Linked DNA regions of Mus musculus: region 1 is linked to region 2. A link is a contact called in public Hi-C data. All regions are on one chromosome and are shown on one strand. Each heading gives the region's core, a stretch centred on a gene start, on an enhancer-like site or on the middle of the called end of the contact. The rest is flanking DNA. Distances are from core to core; before and after follow the strand shown. Region 1 holds the start of Ndufs4 (NADH:ubiquinone oxidoreductase core subunit S4). Region 2 overlaps Ndufs4 (NADH:ubiquinone oxidoreductase core subunit S4).

Evidence for each region. Hi-C and Micro-C count contacts between places; a contact is called where the count stands out from the background.
Region 1: a Hi-C map of olfactory sensory neurons shows a contact between it and region 2, with 2.0 times the contacts expected there. The contact joins the promoter of Ndufs4 here to the enhancer-like site in region 2. A contact is called at or near these places in 1 of 39 promoter capture datasets (macrophages), 4 of 484 Hi-C or Micro-C datasets (granulosa cells, liver, nephron progenitors and 1 more) and 9 of 115 datasets of contacts at active chromatin or transcription factors (CD8 T cells, the SCID.adh cell line, bone marrow-derived macrophages and 4 more).

What each region holds. Positions count from the first base shown.
Region 1 is chr13:114,383,216-114,389,944 of GRCm38.p6, reverse strand. Ndufs4 (NADH:ubiquinone oxidoreductase core subunit S4) reads left to right here and starts at 1,851. Exons shown (of 5, transcript NM_010887.2): 1 at 1,851-1,986. The coding sequence starts at 1,889.
Region 2 is chr13:114,343,059-114,350,385 of GRCm38.p6, reverse strand. All of the region lies in intron 2 of Ndufs4 (NADH:ubiquinone oxidoreductase core subunit S4), which reads left to right. Among named protein-coding and RNA genes, the nearest start is that of Ndufs4, 41 kb to the left of the region's middle. Within about 2 kb of position 4,930, at least 17 of the 459 cell types and tissues checked have an H3K27ac peak or open chromatin away from gene starts, as enhancers often do. A contact at or near this core is called in the SCID.adh cell line and olfactory sensory neurons, where this site is marked.

The DNA of each region.
Region 1 (6,729 bases), core at 602-3,101, 43 kb before region 2:
GAAAAGCATCCTGGGCCTAGAGAATGTCCAAGGTAAAGTCTTTCAGACCGAATCATGCCTGGTATATTGGGAAATATCTATTGGGTTTAGAGTATAGCAACTGACGGAGAACAGAGTAAGTTCTAACAGAGTAAGTGAGTAAAGTCAGGAGTCTTTTTCCCTTCCAGTGTTAGGCCTGAACTCAGGCATATGTCCACGATAAGCCAATGCCATACCACTGAGCTACATCTTCGTCCCTACATTGGCCTTAAAAAATATTATAATAAGGTGTCTGGCTTTTCCGAGGATGAGCTGAGCTAGAAAAGGTGTTTAGTAGAAAAGAGGGGAATGTGTGACTTCTGACCCCATAGTTTTGATTGCTGAGCTGAAGCAGATTGGGCAAATGCAAACATCCCTGCAGAGGGGGACTGTGGTTTGGATCAGAGTCCTACTAGGAGAGGCAGGGAACATAATCAAATTCTAAATACATTTCAAAGATGGAGGCAAAAAGAGCAACCAAGGACCACCCTAAGAGGCTCCGCTAGACAGCTCAGTGGTAAAGTACTTGCCACCAAACCTATGACATTAGTTAGAATGAGAAAACTGACTGTTGAAAGCTGTTCTCTGACCTCCACATGTGCCGTGGCACCCATTTGTATGCATACATACATAAATAAGTACATTAAGAAAGAATCATGACAGGTATTGTGAATACCCAGGCCAACGCTATATCAATATGAAAACTAATGTTCTCCCATCAGTGTTGGGGTATCGTTTGAGAAACAACGTTGAAGACATTAGTGGATGAAAAGGTCTGTGAATACTCTGGAGGCTGAAGAAGGAGGGTGGTAAGTTGAAGTCTAGCCTGGATAACATCGAGAGATACTGTCTCTTACAAGAAACAAAGAAGCTAGGAATGTAGATCAGTGATGAACTGCACACCTGTCCCTGGATTTGACATCGCAGACTTGGAAACAAAAAGAAAAGAAAAGAAAAGGTTTGTTGAAGCACTGAGGAGCCAGGTGCGATTAGATAGGACACTTAAACCTGGTTATCGTTTATAATCTTTGCTTTTTGTTACTTTTAATGGCCATTGGAATGGAATGGGTGACAAATGGAAGGGATGATGGAGATAGGAAGAATAATCAAGATGGCTCCGCCCCTTTTCCGGGTGGGGCGCGGGGGGGGGGGCGAGGTGTTTGCTTGGTAGTTCCAGTGACAACCTTCCATACTCTACCCTCAACCTCAAATCAAAGGCTTATAAGAGCAGATCACCAAGCCTTTGGTACCTGTATGCTAGGTAGGCAAGCACTCTACCAACTGAGCTACATCCCCAGCCCCCACTAGATTTCATGTAAATCCATATGGTCTTTCTTTCTTTCTTCCTTTTTTTTTTTTTGCGAGGCTAGCTTTTTAGTGTGGAAAATATGATTATTATAACTACAGACCATCAAACTGAGTGCAGCCTGTTCTGAAGGCTTGCAAACGGAATCTGGCAACACTTTGGGAAAGTACTACTTTAGTTTCTCAAAGACTCAAGAAGCCCTCCGGCTCTTCCAGTGGGCCCAGCCTCAGATATTCCGAGTTCTTTGAAAAATTATGAGTTACAGGTGTTTACATTTTTCGAAGCGTTTTCTTTTGGGCTTCTCAGCCTCAATGTAAATGACCAACCTTACTAACAAGGATTACTTTCTATAGAGGCATCATTTGCATTCACTGAGTCCTTTCATCCATTTCCCTCTTTAGTTCTTTCAGCTAGAACTTTAATTTCTTTTCTAGGTCCTCAATCGCAAAAGGAAAACAAACAGAACATGCCTCTGTTTCACTGCGGCCGCATTGCTTTGAGAACGGAGGAAGTGAGTCCCTAGCGGGGATCCGTACTCGCATCCTGGCGTTTGCCTACAGGAAGATGGCGGCGGTCTCAATGTCAGTGTCGCTGAGACAGGCGATGTTGGGGCGAAGGGCAATGGCTACAGCTGCCGTTTCCGTCTGTAGAGTTCCATCCAGGTAACATAACTGTCAGCCTTGTCGAGCTATTCATTCAGGGTTCCCAGGTCGCTCCACTTTGGGGGAGGCTGGGCCGGCTGGGCCCCGGAGGCGGCCTTGGGAACGCGTCCTCCCTTGACCCTTCCTCGGGATGCGGGGACCGACGCTGGTTTCCGGCGAGGCGCCTGCGGGGCCTGGGGTTCTGCAGCTGCGGACGGGCGAGGGTCTGTGCGGAGGAGCTGTGAACTGGATCGTGGCTCCTGAGAAGGGGAGGAGTCTGGGCGACCTCTCTCCCAATGTCCTACATCCCTTCCGCTTGTCACCTGCTTGCCCCATTCCAGCCTGAAAGGGTAAATCCCTGCTATCCTTTCCCTGGCTTTAGTTAATATCGGCTGGGCTTCCAAACAGAAAGGTTGTTGTATTCATCATTGTGCATAAGAGGAAAACTTCTCAGGACTTCAGAGTTTATAGCAATATCCATCGGAAGGTTACAGCGTACCTGTTTTTTGTCTTTCTAACCAGTGCGTTCCAGTCTTAAGTTCCACCACGGAGCTACGCTCTCAGGCAGCAAGGTGGCTTTTATTTTGATTTGTTTACTTCGTTTGTTTGTTTGAGACAGATCACACTATGTAGCCCTAGATGCCGGAAGGTTTCTTGTGGTGACTGCCCCCTCCCTTCCCCCCCGCCCCCCTCCGCAGCATTGCTCTATTTTACGTAGTCTCTGTTTTCCTGGGTGTATAAGATACTGGGTTTTATCACTTGTTTCGAAGTTTGCTCCTGTGAAGAGTGGCCTTGTATTGACAGCTGCATGCTGTGGAGACTACATTCAATGTTCACAGTGAGGATGGGTCTGTAAGGGGTGGGAAGAATGTGGTACAAAAAAAAAAAAAAAAAAAAAAAAAAAGGAAAAGTCTGGCACACTGGTACAAGCCTTTAATGCCAGCCAGCTCTGGGGAGGCAGAACCAGAGGCGGCTGGATCTCTGTGAGTTCCAGGACAGCCAGAGCTACTTAGAGAGACCCTGTCTCAAACAAGACCAAACCATTAAATACCTTTAAGAAAGAAAAAGGGAACTAGTATCTATCAAAATGCTTGTTAAATTAGTGTTAAGCTCAATACAGAGGGAATACAGAGTTAAAGTGAGCTGGTTGGAACTTTTGGAGACAAATTTTGATGCAGTTTTAAGTAGTGGTTGTTTTGTGGGAAAGAAAAGGTTGCCCTTAGTAAAGTCAGGAGATTTGTAAAAGGCCTCAGGGACTGGGGATAGAGTTGAGTTGGTACAGAGAGTGCCTAGAGTTCATGATGTACTGGCTTCAGTCTCCAGCACCTAATAAAACGTTCCTCGGGCACATAAACTCTAATCCCAGCACTCCAGAGTTGCAGAAAGGGTGGGGCGGGGGCTTTTCTGCAGACAGTAGTAGAGCACTATATCTATCTATCTATCTATCTATCTATCTATCTATCTGTAAATAGATATATATATGCGTGTGTGTGTATATATATATATATATATATATATATATATATAGAGAGAGAGAGAGAGAGCGCAGTCACTGGAAAATAAATACTGTAATACTGGTGGAAAGTAAAAGATAAATTTGTAATAAAGTGTTTTACACATGAGGAACTTGGGAAAAACCAAATTGTTCTCTAAGATAAAATACTCCAGTGATTACTTTATGCTGACCTAGTTTAGACCTTTCCCACTTACACATTATGGAGATTAATTTACATAATGTAATACTAATGTGCTCATTATAGAACTTGAACTGAAAACAAATTTAAGGGACCATTAGTGTATTTCTCAACAGTTATGTTAGTTGAAGTTAAGATAATACTTGATTTTACAAATGGGTAGCTATTACTACACATCTAAATGTAACAGGTTTTCCTTGTAAATATGTTATTAGAGATTTGAAAATAGCATATATATAAGTTATATAAGATCGTGCTTCTTTCGTAGTTAAAAACATTAAAACCCAGAGGAAATAATTTTGACTGTACACTACCGATTTTTTTTTTTTTTTTTTTTTACTTTTGTATGTGCATCTTACTGGAGACAATTATGCTTCCCCTCATGTTTATATGGAAACTTTTTTTTTTTTCTTTTTTGAAACAGGGTTTCTCTGTATAGCCCTGGCTATCCTGGAACTCACTCTGTAGACCAGGCTGGCCTCAAACTCAGAAATCCGCCTGCCTCTGCCTCCCAAGTGCTGGGATTAAAGGCGTGTGCCACCACCGCCCGGCTTATATGGGAACTTCTTACTGTATATGCTTAAGTTAATGATTTGTAAAGACTGAATAGAAAGAAATCCAACCCATGGGGCAATTTAAATGTCAATTGCTTTTAAAAAAACTTTTTGTGATCCTTAAAGAAATGAAGGTGAGCCAGACCTGTGAGGCAGGTGGTGAGGGAGCAAGAGGTGAGAGGTAGAGGAATGGGAGCCAGTGTCAGTGGTCGAAGGAAGCTCTTACCTATGACACTGACGCTTGGATTCAATTATAATGACAATGTAAAGAAAAAAAAAACCAGCATGTAAGAAAGAAAAAGTAAAACCACGGATATGTGTCCTGACAGTCATCCGTTCGTGCCCTTACCCTCCCTAGCCATCCTAAGGAGTTTTCTGGCAAAACTTGTACCTATTTAAGATTCGAGTCTATCAACAGATAAGTTGGTTTCTCTTTCAAAATAGTTGACATGTGGGACTTAAGATTCTTGTCCTGTTTGTTTCCCCATCATTTTTAACACGATCATGCATGAGTGTATTACCTTTCCTCATAGGACTTCCCAGATTTAGACTGATCTTGTGTTTGCCTGCAGCATGGCTCTTAGGATAGCAGAGCCCCAAAGGCTGTTAGCCTTTCTCTGTGATGAAGTGTAGGTGTATGAGACTTGAGTGAAGTCTCTTTTCTGCTCCCAACCTCTGGCTGTATTTTGTGGTTTCCTTTCCCACTGTGCAGTTGAGCCTGTAGAGACTTCCAGTGAGGAAGTGGCTCGAGGACACTTGTTGACATCAGTTCTGTGTTTACTATACCTTCATGGCAAGGGAAAGTCTAAATTGGTAAACATTCTACATCACTAGGTTGGTTTCTATCTACTTTACTAAATATTTACTTATTTTGTATGTGTATGTTTGTATAATCATTTGGGAAAGTAGATCTTAAGAGTCATATTAGTGAGAGCCAGGTAGCTACTAGCCTACAGAAATGTGAATTTAAAAGAATTATTTGGCCAGGTAGTGGTGGAGGCCTTGAAGATATGGGCACAGGGGAAAAATTCCTGAATAGAACAGCAATGGCTTGTGCTGTAAGATCGAGAATTGACAAATGGGACCTCATGAAACTCCAAAGCTTCTGCAAGGCAAAAGACACCGTCAATAAGACAAAAAGACCAGCAACAGATTAGGAAAGGATCTTTACCTATCCTAAATCAGATAGGGGACTAATATCCAACATATATAAAGAACTCAAGAAGGTGGACTTCAGAAAATCAAATAACCCCATTAAAAAATGGGGCTCAGAACTGAACAAAGAATTCTCACCTGAGGAATACCGAATGGCAGAGAAGCACCTGAAAAAATGTTCAACATCCTTAATCATCAGGGAAATGCAAATCAAAACAACCCTGAGATTCCACCTCACACCAGTCAGAATGGCTAAGATCAAAAATTCAGGTGACAGCAGATGCTGGCGAGGATGTGGAGAAAGAGGAACACTCCTTCATTGTTGGTGGGATTGCAGGCTTGTACAACCACTCTGGAAATCAGTCTGGCGGTTCCTCAGAAAATTGGACATAGTACTACCGGAGGATCCAGCAATACCTCTCCTGGGCATATATCCAGATGTCCCAACTGGTAAGAAGGACACATGCTCCACTATGTTCATAGCAGCCTTATTTATAATAGCCAGAAGCTGGAAAGAACCCAGATGCCCCTCAACAGAGGAATGGATACAGAAAATGTGGTACATTTACACAACGGAGTACTACTCAGCTATTAAAAAGAATGAATTTATGAAATTCCTAGCCAAATGGATGGACCTGGAGGGCATCATCCTGAGTGAGGTAACACATTCACAAAGGAACTCACACAATATGTACTCACTGATAAGTGGATATTAGCCCAAAACCTAGGATACCCAAGATATAAGATACAATTTGCTAAACACATGAAACTCAAGAAGAATGAAGACTGAAGTGTGGACACTATGCCCCTCCTTAGAATTGGGAACAAAACACCCATGGAAGGAGTTACAGAGACAAAGTTTGGAGCTGAGATGAAAGGATGGACCATGTAGAGACTGCCATATCCAGGGATCCACCCCATAATCAGCTTCCAAACGCTGACATCATTGCATACACTAGCAAGATTTTATCGAAAGGACCCAGATGTAGCTATCTCTTGTGAGATATGCTGGGGCCTAGCAAACACAGAAGTGGATGCTCACAGTCAGCTATTGGATTGATCACAGGGCTCCCAATGGAGGAGCTAGAGAAAGTACCCAAGGAGCTAAAGGGATCTGCAACCCTATAGGTGGAACAACATTATGAACTAACCAATACCCCGGAGCTCTTGACTCTAGCTGCAGATGTATCAAAAGATGGCCTAGTCGGCCATCACTGGAAAGAGAGGCCCATTGGACACGCAAACTGTTTATGCCCCAGTACAGGGGAACGCCAGGGCCAAAAAAAAATGGGAATGAGTGGGTAGGGAAGTGGGGGGGAGGGTATGGGGGACTTTTGGGATAGCATTGGAAATGTAATTGA
Region 2 (7,327 bases), core at 3,681-6,180:
GACAGCACCATGTAAATTACTGCAATGATGTCATAATTGGTCTTCCCATGTATTTTAGTCTCCTGATTCATTCTCTCCAGGATAGTCAGAATAGACTTTTTAAAAATGTTGTTTTCATCATCTCATGTGTATAATCCTTTGGCGGTTCCTATTGCCTTAACAGTTAACACTAAAATCCTGATGGCCTTCAGGGCCTTGCATGATTTGGTTTCTGATTTTCTGCCTAGGTTTGCTTTGTAGGATTCATTTGTAGGGTATTCTGTAGATATGGAACTTGTTATTTTTTTTTCTTGCTTTCAGTTTCTGCTCCCCCTACCTAGATGCTTCATAGTAACAGTCTATTCATTTTAAAAATCATAATCAAATATATGTGGTTAGTCAAGAATAAAAGGAACAGGGCAGTTGTATGGAGAAGGGACGACTCTTTGCTATCATGTGTTCTAATCACCAGCTAATGACAACAGCACTAGTGTTTGAGTTTTCTTTTGTAGATTTATTTATTTTATGTATGTGAGTACGCACCAGAAGAAGGCATCGGATCCCAGTACAGATGGTTGTGAGCCACCACGTGGTTGCTGCTCTTCCTCTGGAAGAGCCGTCAGTGCTCTTAACCACTCAGCCATCTCTCCAGCCTGTGGTTGAATTTTCTTGACCATCTCTTTGAAACCCAGAGATTGACTTATTGTTACAGTATTATTGGCTATTCAAGTTTTATGGAGTTTATCACTAGTGCTTCCTGGTTCTTTCTTTTCTAAAGAAGCATCTGATTTCTTATTGCTCTAAACAAGTCATGGAGGAGGTTTAGCATCACAAAATCAGATGTATATCACCAGGGGATTTTGCGCTATAGCCATTGCCCCTAGTATTGTTATTTTCTGGAAGTATGTTAGTCAAGTGCCAGTACATTAGTCTATTAGAAATCTGAGTTCCTGCACATAGTCACAGTTGTTGGAATAATATTTAAAAGGGGTAACCAAAGCCCTAACTTAGAGTTTTAGTTATTTATTTTTATATTCAAGTTGTAGGTAATAAAATACTGCTAGATTTTCATGTCTTGTTCCTACACAGCTTCTAAAGAAGAGCTAAATAAGTAACTTGAGAAGATCAAGAATTCAGAAGAGCATTTACAAACACAGAGTATTTGAAATTAATTATATTTGCATTTTGAGCAAAAACAAGATTGTTATACATATATGCTACATGTATGTATAGACATTAATGATTAAAGTATTTGAGAATGTAAAGATAATCCCATGAATATTTTAAAGGATGTGGAACTATCACCTTAATGTTGCTCTTACGTAATATAAAACAACTTATTATGCCAGGCATGGTGGTGCACGCCTTTCATCCCAATACTGGGGATGCAGTGGCAGGTGGATCTCTGAGTTCCTGGCCAGCCTGGTCTACAGAGCAAGTTCTAGGACAGTTGAGGCTACACAGAAACCCTGCCTCAAAAGACCAAAGAAAAAAGAAAAAGAAAATCAAGAACAACAACAACAAAAAAAACAGTTTATAGAGTTCGTATACTTGTTTCTGTTTATTTGTTTAATCATTAATACACCTACTGTTTCTATAGAATCTAGTTAGTTTTACTTAAAAAAAAAAAAGTTTTACCCTCCCCCTCTCTACCCCCGACCCCGAGAAATCCTACAGGAGAATCCAATAAATGAAATAGACAAAAGCTAAGCTGTTAGGGCTAGGGTTGCAGGCAACATGAGAGAAGGCTGCTGGGAAGAATCTAATCCACGAGATTGGGAGACATAGTCTAATCTTTTACCTCTTTTATTGGACTAAACAACTGCTTCTCGGCTTAAAAAAGTCCCAGTTAATTGGCCCTCATTTCCTTGGCAGGCTTCTGTTCATACTACTGATGAAGCAGACTGTTAGAAAGTCGTGTGTACATGGGTGTGGCAATAAGCACACACCTGCAGTTCTAGTACTAAGGAGGTAGAGGCAGGAGGACCTAGACCGCAAGACCATCCTGGCTACATAGCAAGACTGAGATCAGCCGAACTTCATGAGACCCTGTCTCAAAGATCAAAGAAACAAAAAGGCTCTTTCTTAAGAAGAAAGTTTATTCTTTTCAAATGAGAATATTCTATACTTTTATGCAATAAACACTTCATGTATGTCTATTGCCATAACCAAGATTTAACTTTCAGTTCTAAATATAAATTTGTGGTACTAAATTTTAAACTAAAATAGATAAAATTTCTAAAAGATAAGGAGAGAGGAGATGTTTGTAGCTTTGAGTCAGACAAGTGATTCTTAGCTAGGACACCAGAAGAGCTCAGTTCATGGTCTTCAATGGTCATAAAATTGGGCTTTTCACAATTAAAGTGTGCTTAAAAACAAATATAAGACAGGGCCAGTGAAGTGCTCAGTAAATAAAGATGTCTGTCACCAAGTCTGCTGACCTGAATTTGATCCTTCGATCTTATTTCGTAACAGGAGAGAGCTGATACTCACAAATTGTCCTTTGATTGTCACCTGGGGCTATAGAACACATAAAAATACACCCACAAAGTCAATTCAAATGTAACAAAAGTTTTTCAAAAGCTATGGGCCTTGAGGAGAAAGAAATGGTAAACAAGACACACATAAGTAAAATATATTTGTTAAATGTATTTAATGAAAATTATATCCAGAAAATATATGCATCAGTTATGCCAGCCTCAAAGGGTATATGCTATATAATTTTTATTTATATGATATCCTAGGTATTAGAAAACTCTAAGGATAAGAAATTTATTAGTGGTTAGCAGGGCTAGGTGTGGGTCAGGAAGAATTAAACCTAAAAGGAATGCAGATGTTCTGGAGAGTGATGTAACTGTTGTTGACTGAGATGGTCCTCTTGTCTAGGTCCTCCTGTCAAACCGTATTTCTATTGATTTGTGAAAGAAAGGACAAGCCATAGACCTGTACAACAACAGTAACATATTTTCCTGTTTGCAAACTCTCTGTTTTCAGAAAGGGTGTGAAGGTCACTTCTTAATTTTATGTTAATTGCTTTTTTGAAAAATAACTGTATCCATTGTTCTAAGGTCTTCCCAAATACTACGTAGGGTGTGCCGTTTTCTGTGTCAGCCTTTTTTTGTATATTCAATTTGCTGCCAGCTTTTTGGTCTGTTAAATTAAGACTGTCTTAAAGGATGGCCAGTGAGTGTGCATAAGACTTTAGATGGTCTATGAAGTGAATTATTTTCATAATTACACCATCTGTAATTGCCCTTCTCACTGTGTTAACACTCACTCCCCTCCCCTCAAAAAAACAAAAACAAACAAAAACCCGAACAAGGGGATAAGTTACTTACTAGTCATTACATTCTTCTGTTCTCTACAGTTAGTTTGAAAAATACAAACTAGCTTCTGTAAAGAACCAGGGAAAAAAATTTTAACATTTTAAATTTCAACTCTGTATACACATCTTTTTATGCTCCAGGTAGCAACAGAAAAGTATGTGTGGAACTTGTGTGCTGCTCAGCAGAGCACAGTAGCGGTCCTTAGGAACAGCCCTGTGTGCTTTCAGATTGTTGCAGATGGAGTTCACCACATTTTATGGCACAACTTTTAACTGAAACTGCATCAAGATGACAGACTGACTGTGGTTGTTACGTGGTCGTTAGTGTGTGGCAGACATTTTCCCAAAGTTAACTTACTAACTTCAAGAAATGTTGCTCTTGGTGAACTTGAGCTTTCCAGTGAAAGTTAGAATTCTCTTTTTAGTTCAAATGCAGCTTTGTTGCTTGTTGCGCATGTGTGGCTGGCTGTGTGGATGTAAGCTTGCGCACCTGTGTGGCTGTCCTGTGTGACGCGCTGAGAAGCCGGGAGTCAGCCTCAGCAGTGGAGGCCTCAGGGGCTGCCCACCTTTGTTTTGAGACGAAGCTCTCCTGCTACTCTGGCTATGCTAACTGGTTGTGGAGTCCCAGGAATCCCGCATTCTCCACGTGTCGCTGCTGAAATTCCCAGTGTAAGTCATGCCTGGCCTTTAGCATGGCTGCCGAGGAACTGGGCTCTCTCCCTTGCACTTTACCAACTGAGCTCCCACTCCAGTCCTGAAAATTACAATTTTATAGATCTTGGTTCTGCTTCTGACCTTAATAAATTTGATGTCTTTGTAGTACTTTATGCCTACTTGGTGTGATTGGAATTTTCATTAACAAATGTAATTTTTTTTAAATGTGAAATATGTTTGGAATCTGTATTTGGAGTAAATATGCATATACATACATAAAGGCATACATACATGCATATACATATCTAGAGTCAGTATAACAAATGCATGGTAAAGTTTTAAAGTTTAAGATAACAATGAATTATAGCCAGATAAGAAGCTATTGAAGACTTGGTTTTTCTGACTAATGTTTATATGAAAATGCATTGTTTTCATGTACTGGAACCAGGGCAACACCCCATTAAAATGTATGAGCTCATTAGATGTCAGAACTCAGTCACCTTCCAGTAAGCGAGATGTCTATTAAAGACAGCTTCAAAAATAAAAAATATATCGCAACTTAAGAGTTTGTTATAATTTTACTGCATTAGAATTTATCACAGTGAATATCTCTAGCTATAGCTTATAAACAAAACAAAGCAAAACATCTTTGGACTTCCAGTAACATCTAAAAGTGTAACAAACTCCTGAGGCAGTAACAAGTCATCCCTCTGAGTCTTCTCCTTGGGGAAGCAGCCCAGGGCTCCGAGTTCTCCGGGAGACCCAGGGACTTAGCACTGAGTACCCTGCGATCGCGCTCAATCTCTAAAATGCTGAGGCCAGCTTTTCTTGCGCCACTACAGTTGTGCATGCAGGTGTGGTGGCAGGTATTGCCTGCCTTTCCATGACAGCAGCTCGCGCACAGCAGCAGCACTTGCTGTAGCTCACAGGCAGCCTTATATAAGGAGAGTTTACAGAGCGCTGGAAGCTCATGAGAGTTAATGTGGGAATCTGATTTTACCAAGTCACGTGTCATTTCTTCTAGCAGTAGCTTAGACTTGAGTATAATTTGTGACTTTTCAGATTCCAATAAAAATTTTTAAAAAAACTTTTAAATTCTTATGTGCAAAATTTTCTGTCAAGGGTATAAATGAAGGGCTCTGTATAGTGTTTTGTGAATGTTAGGCTGATGAGTAATTTTTGTTTCTCAGAATCATTGTGTATTGACAATATGCACTCGGTCCTTACGGCACTGAATGTAACAGGGGGAAGTCTATTAGCATTCTCCTAGTGTAAGAAACATCTCTCCCTTGGGAGCTATACATAATGGCGTTGTTACAGAACCAAGTCTTCTGGGAGTAGAATTGTTTCCCTGGATTACTATTAATCAAGAATTTTGTATTAGAGTGTAGGAAAAATTTAAGGATAACTCCTAAGAATGCTTTTGGTTGTTGTGTATAAATTTCTAACTCATCTTTTCACTAATGAGAATTCAAATATCAAATATTCAAAATATTCTAAAATAATCTTATAAACTTACACTTACGAGCATAGTTTTTTAAAAAACATTTTTGTGGGTTGCACCATTATTATTTCAAACTATGTGGTGCCTGCTACAGATGGAAGGAAAGCTTGCAAGTGCTGCTTTGCATTTGGCTCCTCTAAGGGGAGGAGCTGGGCATGGAGGCTGGGCAAAGAATGCCCTTGCTTTAGAGAGAGGAAAGGTAAACTTGTCTTTTAAGATTCTGAGTAGTTGTTCTCCCTAAATAACCAAAGCATGAGTTGAACTTGCATACAGTACACTTTTAATTGCTTTTAAATCAAGTTAGTATGCATTTTATTTTAGTGCACTGACTGCTTATTTGTCGAAATTTAAGTTAACAATTACCCCAGTAAAAATATGACTACAAAGATAGAAAAGGGATTCTTATCAGAGTTGATTCCATTCTTACTGAAAGTGCTACAGAGTGAGCTTGAGCAGGTGGCATTCGTAGATTAGTTTTCTGAAAACTCTGATGGCTGTCATCATCCCTTTGTTCAAAGTGCTCACTGCATGTTGTCACATGCCACTCATGCTTCTAGTGAGATGAGCCACTTTAAGCCAGATTAGATTATATTAAAGGCTGGTTTATTGGGAAGCTGTGCTCTGGCAGAGAGTTCACTGGCCCCAGAGGAGAAGGCCAGGGAAGTCACCATGGTGGGTGGAGAGAAAGAGACCTTGCAGTGAGCAGAGAGAGGGAAAGGGAGAGAGAACACGAGCAAGCAAAATGTCTGCATTATATAGGAAGGAGGCTCTGGAGGAAGAGCAGCCAGCAGGGTATGCCATGTAGGGACTGAGGGTGCTAGGAGCACCAGAAGTCTTGGTCTGTTTTGATATGTAAAATGTACACCTTAGTCCATTGTCCCAGATCTAAGTCCAAATAATACTGGCATTTGAAATCATTTTCATGTATATGCTTAATTATTTTTCTCGTAAACTAGTTAATGCTGCTTTTTACCATTATGAAGGTATTATGGTTATGAGTGTGCCTCTAATCTAAAGCCAATAAAATAAGACGCTTTTAGTCATTCATAAATCTGGCTTTTTTTTTAAGAGGGTGGAGAAGGGCAGCTGTCATTTCAAAGCTTTCTGGGATAATGTTTTATAGTATAATACTACTAATATAAAAATACTATCATTTTAGACTGTTTTAGTTGCCATTATTATTTTTATCAAAAGTCTAGTATGCATAAAAAATAAGTTGTAGTTTATTAAGGTCATTCCAAATTGCCATGAAATAACAGTTAAAGATGATCACTACTTGGAATAAACCATTGCTACTTGATAATAACCACATGGTACTAGCAGCAATCTTAGCTGGTGGGATTTTAATATTATTGTTTTTGATGTGTGTAAGCAGCAACTTATTTCTGTAGACTTTTGTTGTTGCTTTAATTGTCTTAAATATCTTCAGGACTTCAACTTGTTCTAAAATTTTTTCATTGAATAATCTTTTTTGCAAACCTTCAAAAATAATGCAAGAAGATTTGTATATAAGTATTTTGTAGTGTTCTCTTTTCCTCTTACATACTATTAATTTTTGATGAAATTTATAAACTTAGATTTACAATTTGCAAGTGAGTGACCCACACAGAAAGATAAAGCTGGGCGTAAGGCAGGCTTCCGACTTCTCTGCCCGCGTCCCTCCCCCGCAGGCAGGGCCAGCTTTCCTTTGCTGAGGTAACTTGCTGTTGGAGATGGCAGCAGCAGCGATATCTCTGTTAGATTGTAAGTAGTGTCTGCACGGGGTGATGCAGCCTTCCAGCAGCTCAAGTGTCTGTTTTGTCTGGACTCTACTCACGCACATTCTTTTGCAAAATCTCAAGGCTTTAGTCTGGAGCACTGGGTCA